Linked DNA regions of Mus musculus: regions 1 and 2 are each linked to region 3. A link is a contact called in public Hi-C and HiChIP or PLAC-seq data. All regions are on one chromosome and are shown on one strand. Each heading gives the region's core, a stretch centred on a gene start, on an enhancer-like site or on the middle of the called end of the contact. The rest is flanking DNA. Distances are from core to core; before and after follow the strand shown.

Region 1 (3,153 bases), core at 218-2,717, 1.2 Mb after region 3:
GTTAAGAGCCCTGGCTGTCCTTCCAGAGGACCCAGGTTCTATTCCCAGCACCCACATGGCACCTCACAACTGTCTATAACTTCAGTTCCTGGGGATCAGACACCCTTATATCAGGCATCATGCATGCATACATACAAACATATAGACAGGCAAAACACCAATGTACATGAAATAAAAAAAAAATTTTAAGAAAAAATATTAGGAATGGTGGCCTCTGTCAGCCTTCAGTTTAAACTAATGTCATGGGCATTCTTGTGCTTTTCAGAGTGATTTAAGTATGATAAGTCTGTTTGAAATCACATATTATTCTATGAAAACAATATAGTAGCTTTAAACAAGAAAATAGCCTACAAATAGGGTAAGAACCCCACTAGAGAGACCATCAGGGGATATTCCGAAGAAGTCCTCATGTTCGTGAAAATGCATCTTATGGTGAGAGATTTGTGAAAATGTCTACAACTTCCAGGTTAACAAGGTGACCTCAGCACATCAGCATACTGAGTCCCTTCTTAGGAGAGTGTGACCCTGGCTCTGTTGGACTTACCAGGTTCATAATGTACACCTGGTAGGAGACATGATTCAGCATGTCAGATCTCTTCAATGACATGCCTTTGGTTGTCACTTCTAGTGACCCCAAAATGTATACCATACTGTACCAGGAATGGTCACAGTTTTACTCAGACCTTCAAATGTGATTATACATGCATGCATGCACGCATGCACTCTCACACACACACATTCGCGTACCTACGAACAGGAGACCACAGTTGAAATTCCAGTAGTTGATTCCTTCAGGTAGTCTTAGAGGGCTCACTTTGTCAGGATGATGCAGATCCTAAACTTGTAAGGTGGTCAGAAAATGATTAGGGTCACATTACAGCCCTTGAGCCTTCCCGTGGTAAAAATGCCCACAAAGAATTCAAACAGATATTTTATTAGCGGTGTATAATGTCTCTGAAACAAAAAAACAACAAGCAACAAAACAGGAAACAAATGCATTGAAGAACTGAAAGTTAGTCAAGGGCAAGACCATTCTGATGTGGTTTAACTGGTTTAAACGATTAGTTGACTTAACTTCATGAATCTCGAAATCAATATATTTTAGTAAACTAGAGTCATCTTTAATTTTCTGTGCGGAGCACACAGCATTTTAAGCAACCCTTCATGTCTGACATTTTGGCATACTTCTACTGGTCCAAACCGTTTTCTCTCAAAGACTCCATACTGCCATGAAGGCATTCCTATTTTATGTCTCCATTTTTGGCTGAAAATCCTTGTGGCTGATCTCAGCCTGTTTCCCTAGGTCTTCCCTTAAGAGTTGAGGGGATTAGAGCGTGAGGAGAACAGGAAGAGAGGAGCTTGCCAGTAGGTGGCTCACTTTGAATGTGCTTGGGATGGGATCAGAAATGTCACCCCTCCTCCACTAAGCCTTTGCTTTCTATCCCTGCTGCTTGGAGCCTTTTTCTGTAATGCCTGAGTCATTTGCAGGGGGGTGAAGAGGGGAAGAAAGAGAAGAAAGCCAGCATGCACCAGCCTCCTCAGAGCGTAAGAATAGCATGGCCCCATCTCATTCTGAGTGGTCCCCAAGTGGAGCCTGAACCGAATTCTCTTCTCCACACACAATTGCTTGTTCTTTTGTTCCTTGTGTCCTTAGCAAAGACTGAAAGAACTAAGCCTGTAATACTTGGGCCCTCCTGTGTCACTTAAGGAATAATAGGCCATTGTCTTCATTAAGCCACCCTTGTTTTAGCAAATAGAATCCAGAGCCTGGAGGGAGAACATTTTGAAGGGGGCAGAATCAGAGGAGAGAGGCTTCACTGGATTCCCTAGAGAAACTGTTTTGTTTCTCCTGCTTTATTGCTCCTCACTGAGAAGATTCATATTCAAATGGGCTGAGTCTGTGAATAGTTGCTTGCACATTCTCATGCACCCAGGAAGGCTATGATTATGGCTAATTACAGCGCAGAATGAAACCCTAACAAGAGTGCTCAATCAGATTGTTGTTCATGCATGAAGTAAGTAAGGCTGGCCAATGGAGGTGTGATTCTGGTAATTACAAACATTGTGGCTATTTGAAAAATGCTTAGTAAATCTGTTCAGGACAAAATAAGTTCTAATTAATCACTTTAGACTCTGATTTCTCCAGACGATTCATGTGCACTTTAAAAAAAAGTTTAAGGTCCCCTCAATAAACCAAATCTAAATATAAAATATGCTCATTGTCCACACTTTGTTGGAGGAATGGAACTATGCCGCCTGCCCCATTCCTGTCTTTTCTGGCCATCATATCGAACTTGCCTTTTATGCAACTCGACAGACGGTTCTTTAAAAATAAATGTGTACATATTCTTGTTATTATCTGGCAAACCAAATGATTTATGAAAAATTACTGGAAAACATCAACTGTTAATTTAAACATCCAGATCGATTTAATAATTGTGCTGATGTGTCTAAGAATATTCAGTAGACTGTGGCCCTGGATTATAATACCCAAGGATGTTACAGGCTGAAGAAATGTTATCTTCTCCTAATCCATCACGAGGAACAGGACTGAGGCCGCAATAGCAACAAAGAAATGCCTAGCGAGAACTTTGTGACACAGGCATCCTTCAGAAATAAACTAGGTAGCACGCTCATCTGTGTAGTTCAGACAGTGCACTAGGAAACTTAACAAAGTCGTGTGAGAGCGTTCTCCTCAGAGTTCCTGTATTGCTTTCCTTCCTTCCTGTCATGTGAGGCTCCATCGAAGGCAGGGCAAGAGTGACCTTCCTAGGCTCCAAAGCTGCCTTGGAGAAGGCAAGAAATTCCAGTTTCCAGCGTCCTCACTAGAGAGAGAGCACCGGCCATGACGGGACCCTCCTGCAGATCTGCTTCCTTGCTTCTTCTCTGTAGAGAATACTCTGCATGAAGATATTGGTGGCTTCACATCCTGAGCCTGACAGTAATTAACTGGTGGCCCCTATGAGAACAGAATCAGACTGTAGGAACATGTACACTTCAGGGCCATTCTTGTTTTCAGAAACTTTTAAACTGGAGACATCTTGGGTTTCTCTATTTTTTTTTCAAAGTACTGCATACTAATGGAGTGGCTACAGGACCAGTTTCTTTATTTGACATTTTGCAATTTCCTTTGTTCCCTAACCTAAAAATAGA
Region 2 (3,210 bases), core at 287-2,786, 1.5 Mb after region 3:
GCCAACTGTGCACAGTGACCAGAGTTTCAAACTCATGTGGAACATTCAGAATGGGAATCTATAAAAGTGCCCTGTGGGGGGAAGCCCTGACGGGTGGCTAGGACTTCTGGAGAAAATACAGTCAGTCCAGACTGGGGACAGCCGAGAAAGACATAGAGACAAGGAAGGCATGGCCTTACTCAGAAGCTCTGGCTCCATATACCCTGCATGCAGGCGGGGACCCTTAGGGCTCTGGGAGGAAGGAAGTGGCCATGAGGAACCATGGGAAAGCTTGGTAGAAACAGGGACTCACATAAAGGTACACTGCTGGCAGAGGGTGCTTAGCAGCACTGGGTTCCAAAATACAGCCTCTAGCCGGGCGGGCGTGGTTGCGCACGCCCTTAATCCCAGCACTTGGGAGGCAGAGGCAGGTGAATTTCTGAGTTCGAGGCCAGCCTGGTTTACAAAGTGAGTTCCAGGACAGCCAGGGCTATACAGAGAAACCCTGTCTTGAAAAAAAAAAGAAAATACAGCCTCAAGGGGACAAAGCTTCAGTCTTAAGGATGCTACTTTCCTATAGGGGAAAACATACCAGAACTCCAGAACCCTGCATCCTTGAAGCAACTGGATATTAGGGAGAGTGCTGGAGAATTAGTTAAGAGCAGCAGGTGAGGAACATCATGTCCAGTACAGATATCCCTGAGGAATTCAGAGTTAAGCCTTCAAGGCTTGTCCATGTCTTAGTCAGAGTGACTATTGCTGGAATAAAATACCATGATCAAAAGCAACTTGAGGAGGAAAAGTTTTACTTGGCTTACAGTTCCACATCTCAGTCCATCATTACAACAGGAACCTGGAGGTAGGCAGTGATGCAGAGGCCACAGAGGAGCACTGCTTACAGGCTTGCTCACCGTGGCTTGCTCAACCTGCTTTCTTGTAGAGCCCGAGACTTCCTGCCCAGGGATGGCACCACTCACAATGGGCTGGGCCTTCCAAGATCAGTGTCTAATTAAGAAAATGCCCTACAGGCTTGCTTGCAGCCTGACCTTAAGCAGGCCTTTTCTCCATTGAGATTCCTTCCTCTCAGGTGGCTCTAGCTTGTGTCCAGTTGACATAAAGCTAGCCAGCACAGCAAAGTCCAACTGATAAGAAAGATGGGGCCATCACTGGAGAGTGGGCAGGGGAGCGCTGAAAGACTAGTTGTCAGACAGAGGAGAAGAGAAAGGGGAGAGAATGAAGGGGCTTCAGTACCCCATTTGCTTACTTTTACAAACACTGTTTTAAGTCCGGAATGGACTGGGGAGGGAGGGAGGGAGGGAGTGCTCTAATATAATACAAGTGTTCTTATTTTTACTGGTTTCACTAAGAAACCCCTTTGATTCGATGCAAACACAAACTGAATGTAAAAGAAATGCCTGTGTGGGTAACGGGGGGAGGGGTGGAGAGATGGGGGGGGGGGGGCGCTTGGCCACGGTAGCTGGAGTGGGTCCCAGAGTGTCCCTGCTCTGCGAGAGGCATGTGAGAGCGTTTTGTGCTGTGTCCCTGGGCATCTGGCAGGGCCACAGTGGCTCTGTCTTCTCCCAAGCTGTCTGAGCTCACTGCTTTGCCTGTTCCATTTGCCCTGCCCAACAACGACGTGGAGAGCAACAACAAAAATGTAGATTAGAATCAACCCTTTATTTCGGCATCAGTGAAAGGATTATTTAGTTAATTGGTATATTGATATCCCCAAACTGCTCACCGTGCCAAGTTATTAAGAATAGGCAGGCGAGGGGCAGATTAAACTTTGGATCACCTGTTCCTTCGGGCAAAACACATCAAGCAAATTGACTGCAACCAAATGTCATATTATTTACATGGCGTGCACAATTTATTTTCTAAAAATGTGCTCCAGACAAAAGATGTGAGTTTGTTCTTAAGCACATAATGGGCCCCACTTAATAACAAACCTCTCTTATGTACCCTTCTCTATAATTAAATCATATGGAAAAATGTCACAAAGCAAAATAAAATGTATTTATTTCAGCCATATCTTCCCACAGCACGACATGAAATCTGAAAAAAAAAAAAGGAATCGCTAGGCATTTTTCTGCCATCTGTGCTAGTAGGGGATACATCTCCAAGCCTGTCACTGTAAAATATTCCATTTCGAATTAAGCATAGTCTTCTTATTACTATCTAGTGTCTGGCTGGATGAGCACAAAATCAGACAGGATCCCTTAACTGACACAATATTTCCCCTTCTTACTTGTTATTTTGTAGCAAAAGCCAGTCTGCCATAATGTCTTTTTCTGAACTTGCATGGTGCCAAAAGAGAAAAATCATTACAAAACTTCATTTGTTAAAATCTCTATGCCATTTCAACTGGAAAAAGAAAAGTTGCAGTATTTTCCGACAATTAAAAATTGCAGTTTCTCCTAAGTACAGTGTGTGTGTGTGTGTGTGTGTGTGTGTTCCTGTGACAATGTGGTCCATGTGCTGTGTAAGGCTGGCAATCCCCTTGTCACTATTAGCTTAGAGAGCAAGAACTGAGTTCTGGTTCTGTCTCTAGACGTATCAGACAAAGCTTAAAGGTTACACTTGGCTGGACTGTGGCTAAAACTTACAAATAGTGAGTGAAGACCCTTTTACAGCTTATTTGTGAGTCATGAAAAGAGACTCATGTGAGTCTTCCTGGGCCACTTGTTTGGATCAGGCAAGTGCCCAGGCTAAACACCAAGCAGGACAGATCTTTGATCACTGAGGTTCCCTGAGCTGTTGTCTGGCATGCTGTTGTTTTAAAACTCACTCATGGTGATGAGATGGTCCAGTTACAAGCCAAAAGTACTAGAGTCTCCTGCTCATCTGTCTTCCCTTGGTCACGGCATACTTATTAAAAATTCCAGCCCCATTAAATTAATCAGGTGCCGTTTCCTTGAGAGGAATTGTATCAATTTGATCATGATTATACAGAAAAATTATGGTTTTGCTGAAAGTGGAAAAACTGAACATTATTTAGTTTGTCACAGAGTAAAGGGCTACATCCACATAATAAACTAACTTAATTCTGTCCAAAACTCTAAGAAGATGATAGTGTTGTATTTTTTCAAGATCCACTCTTTCTTTAGTGTTTAAAATATTTTAATGGTATTTTTATTGGGTCATATTCACCCCCAGTTTGCACATAATAATTGCAACACTTATAGAATGTAAGGTGGCGGGTTTTTACTTGTATTCACTATGCCCTATTCA
Region 3 (3,573 bases), core at 936-3,435:
GAGGTAAGGGATGCTGGAGAACCTAGGCAGCCTGACACATACAAACACAGCAAAGAACTGCTCTTTTTCTGTCTCCTCTCCACCCGGTCCACCGCTGCCTGCTCTCTCACAAAGATGAGCTTTTTACATTAGCTCATAATGATGACAAAGGCTTCCTGAGTCTAATGGACTGGAGCAAGAAGGAAGGTGGTCTCCTTGGGTACTCTCATTATCCCTCTGAGAGAGCAGAAGCATCCATGATCTGGCTGTGTCTATGAGTGAGGTTTTCAATGCTATGTATATTCTGATGGAGGTGTGCTGTCATGCTGACAGGCTCCAACCCCTCCTGCCGGGGCTCATCCTTTGAAGGTCTTGCCTGTCTACACGCACAGCATGTGTTGGATATATAGGGGGGGGGAGATGGATGGGATGTATGGCATTGGAAGCCATGTCTGTAGAAGAAGCAATGAGAAATGAGAGGGGAGAGGGAGAGGGAGAGGGAGGGAGAGAGAGGAGAGAGAGAGAGAGAGAGAGAGCTATGAGCCAGGGAACCAGTGGGGCCAGCAACTCTGCCTCCTCTCCTGAGCCTTGAACAGATTGTGTTTGCTGGTGCACAGTTTTGATGGCAACCAGGTCTTACTTGTTTGCCTATGAAAACCATCTGATGGCTTCATGACCACGTGTCCCCGATTCAATCTGTGACTCAAAGAATATGAACTGACCTTCTCATGTAATGCTGAGGATGGGATTTGTTCATAAGAGGAGGAAGAGAAAATGAAGCTGTGTTGTTCCCAGGAGCTGGGGGGGGTGGGGGGGGTGGGGGGGGGTTCCTTAGGCATAAGAAAGTTGAAGTCATTGGCCTTTGTGATTCCCAGGTATTGGAGACTTTATCTGTCAATCAAATGTTTCAACCACCTCTGGGTTTTAACAGCCAGACTCATTGGATGGAAAGTGTGTGTTGTGTTTTGTAAACTGGCAGTATAATAGGGCAGGAGGGAGCACCTCAGAGGGGCAGCTAAGGTGTTCCCCCGAGGGATCACCACCAGGCAACAGGCCTTGTACAAAAGGAGGTTTATTGGGGGGAATGGAGGGGCACCTGGAAAGAGGGAAAGGCAGAGCAACGAAGGGGGTAGAGAAGGACAGAGAGAGAAGAGAGAGGAAGGAAGGACAGAGAGAGGAAGAGGAGACAAGGCTGGCCAGGGACATGTGGGGAATTAGGAGAATAGAAGGTGGAGATAGAGAAGGGCACACACACATGAAGGGGGGGGCAGAGAGAGAGAAAGAGAGGGAGGGAAGAGGGAGTTGGAGTAGGTGAGCAGTCCTCCTTACACACCAGGTTGGCTTGCACCTGGCAGGCAGCTATGCAAGCTGTTGCTAGGTAGCTCTTGGGTGGAGCCTAGCAGAATTATCCCTAAGCCAACGGCGCAGGCTTTTGTAAATTAACAATGTGCAATAAATTCCCCGGGCACAGGGCCCTGGGTGAAGCTTAGCCAAGGACAGAGAGAAACTTGGCTTTTCTGCCCTCAATCTAGCTGCTGGGTTTGCCCCTGACCCACAGCAGTGTGACCTATCAGGGGTCTCAGAAACCCTGGGGACTGCAGCCACCTCTCATGGGATCCAGCCAACTTCATGGGCACCTGGCAGAGGGTAACAAGACGAGTATGTAGCCACCTGTATAGCTACTGCGTCTAGACCGGCTTATTCTCACTGAACAGCCGGGGGGCTGGTAGCTGTCCTGAGAAGACATCGGACAGATCCATGGAAATGCTTAAATCTCAAGGCTGCCGAAGCAGGGTGGGGGATTAACTTTGGAAATGTTGCTATGTAAATGGTTTAAATGAACAGTGCCTTTGGAGCAGCCTCTGCTGATCGATCTGTTTAACCAAAGGAGAGAAGAAAAATTGGTGACTGAAGCCAAAATTCTTACTTGGCACCAGCACAGAAGAACCTGCAACAGACAAGCCGGTTTGTCAGAAACCCCAGGGATTTCCGACTTACCTTTGTCCAGAAATGTCCTCTGCCTCTATCTACCTGTCTGTCTCTGTGTCGTTTTAGTTTTTTTTTTTTTTTTCAACTCTAGTGTTACCTCTTTCCTCTCTCAAACAGAAGCATTTGACATTATTTTGGGCGGTCATATAACAACTGAGAACAGTTGCTTTTTTTTTTTTTCCTACAGATACGTATTACTCTGATCTACCTATAGATGTCACTGTTCATTTATGACAAATCATCCCCGGAGCTCAGGCAATTACCTCGGCTAAAATAACAAGCGTGTTTTCTGGAAATAAAATAACCAGCAAGTACCGAGAGAGAGGCATTTTCTCTCGCAGGTGTCTCCAAATCAAAGCTGAGGTGCGAACAACAATTCACTCTTTCTCCAGGCCTCCCACACAGTGTTTGCTTCCAGAACTTCAGCACCGCAGTGAGAGCTAGCTCTTCCTGGCCTGGCAGTCCCTCAGCCCTAACTGCCTGACCCCATAAGCATTTCCTACTTGTTTTAGCTTGTGAAGGACGCTGGCGTTCTGAGAGACAGGAAGTAGAGTTATACTGTATTTCAATATAAACAAAAAATTCTGCTACCCATTGCTGCCTACCGAGAACACATATACCATGGATGTTGAAATGGATGGAATGTTTCAGTAAGTCTCTAATAATAAGGGAATGTAAGCACAGCATTTATACAACAGACAGAGACTTGTATATTCACCCAGTGACTCATGCATGATAATGGTTGTTAGTGCTGTTATTTAGATAACCAAATAATTGGGCTCCTTTATGGAGGATGATATGTTAGACATAGTCTATCCTTATCCATACATTATCTTACTTGGGTAAATGGTTTAAATGGAATTATACCATATGGAGTGATAACCCCTCTCCCCCATCCCCATTCCATAAACTATCTGATGGAAATGAGAATGAGAGACGATGAAAACCTCCCTTTCAGTAGCTGCTGAGGGCGACCCAAGAGGCCTCCCAAATGGTACAGGTTATTGCTGTCACCCATGGTTGCCTCCTGGAACTTGAAGGTAAGAGCCTGGTGGTGAAGACACTACACACTTTGGATACGGAACTCAGAGGGGCTGAGCTGGTTCTGACCTGGTAGAATACCCCATCCCTGAAGGCTGCCTTTTATAGTATTGCACGGTGCAAGTTGCCAAGGAGGAGGAACAGCCAGTAGTCCTACCCAGACGTGAAGTCTAAGAAGCATGTCGATGACTAGTGGGGCACTTGATATGTTATGGTGTAATCATGGCACGTACACCACAGGGTTAACCAATGGCTATCTCCGTGGATTTAAGGCCTGCACAATAGGCTCACTAAGACCTGTTCATGCCTGTAAAATCTAGCCAACTACCCACAGCCAGAGAGGTTGTATATTTGAGAAGAGAACCCATGCTGGCATTTTCCTAAATCAATATATCTTCTTACGGTGTCCTAAATTCTTACCATTGTACCCTTCATTGAACAAGCTTCTTTTGCAGAGCGTGGAAATGACTACAGAGATTCACTACTGCTCAAGATGCAGAGAACGGGTAACTGTGGTGTGCCCAGTGCCCACTGGTGTATCTCCAACCAACCCCTACACCCAAG

Evidence for each region. A called contact is a pair of places that touch in the nucleus more often than the background predicts. HiChIP or PLAC-seq counts read pairs in DNA pulled down with a chosen protein or histone mark.
Region 1: a Hi-C map of forebrain shows a contact between it and region 3, with 4 times the contacts expected there. The contact joins two enhancer-like sites. A contact is called at or near these places in 9 of 484 Hi-C or Micro-C datasets (cerebellum, cerebral cortex, cortical neurons and 5 more), 1 of 115 datasets of contacts at active chromatin or transcription factors (embryonic stem cells) and 1 of 9 other capture datasets (embryonic tail).
Region 2: an H3K27ac HiChIP or PLAC-seq map of oligodendrocyte precursor cells shows a contact between it and region 3, with 13 times the contacts expected there. The contact joins two enhancer-like sites. A contact is called at or near these places in 4 of 39 promoter capture datasets (cranial neural crest, hippocampal neurons, maxillary cranial neural crest and 1 more), 4 of 484 Hi-C or Micro-C datasets (the HL-1 cell line, bone marrow-derived macrophages, cardiomyocytes and 1 more), 2 of 115 datasets of contacts at active chromatin or transcription factors (embryonic stem cells and oligodendrocyte precursor cells) and 1 of 9 other capture datasets (embryonic stem cells).

Annotation. Positions count from the first base shown.
Region 1 is chr17:10,743,570-10,746,722 of GRCm38.p6, reverse strand. All of the region lies in intron 2 of Pacrg (PARK2 co-regulated), which reads left to right. Among named protein-coding and RNA genes, the nearest start is that of Gm16169, 63 kb to the left of the region's middle. Within about 2 kb of position 1,467, at least 82 of the 459 cell types and tissues checked have an H3K27ac peak or open chromatin away from gene starts, as enhancers often do. A contact at or near this core is called in cerebellum, cortical neurons and forebrain, where this site is marked.
Region 2 is chr17:10,505,992-10,509,201 of GRCm38.p6, reverse strand. The region is part of intron 4 of Pacrg (PARK2 co-regulated); the gene reads left to right. The region is part of intron 2 of Gm16168 (a long non-coding RNA gene); the gene reads right to left. Among named protein-coding and RNA genes, the nearest start is that of Gm16168, 14 kb to the right of the region's middle. Within about 2 kb of position 1,536, at least 53 of the 459 cell types and tissues checked have an H3K27ac peak or open chromatin away from gene starts, as enhancers often do. A contact at or near this core is called in hippocampal neurons and oligodendrocyte precursor cells, where this site is marked.
Region 3 is chr17:11,971,468-11,975,040 of GRCm38.p6, reverse strand. The region is part of intron 9 of Prkn (parkin RBR E3 ubiquitin protein ligase); the gene reads right to left. It overlaps Gm46604 (a long non-coding RNA gene), which reads left to right. Exons shown (of 6, transcript XR_001782243.2): 3 at 2,156-3,573. Among named protein-coding and RNA genes, the nearest start is that of Gm52293, 58 kb to the left of the region's middle. Within about 2 kb of position 2,185, at least 30 of the 459 cell types and tissues checked have an H3K27ac peak or open chromatin away from gene starts, as enhancers often do. A contact at or near this core is called in cerebellum, cortical neurons, forebrain and 2 more, where this site is marked.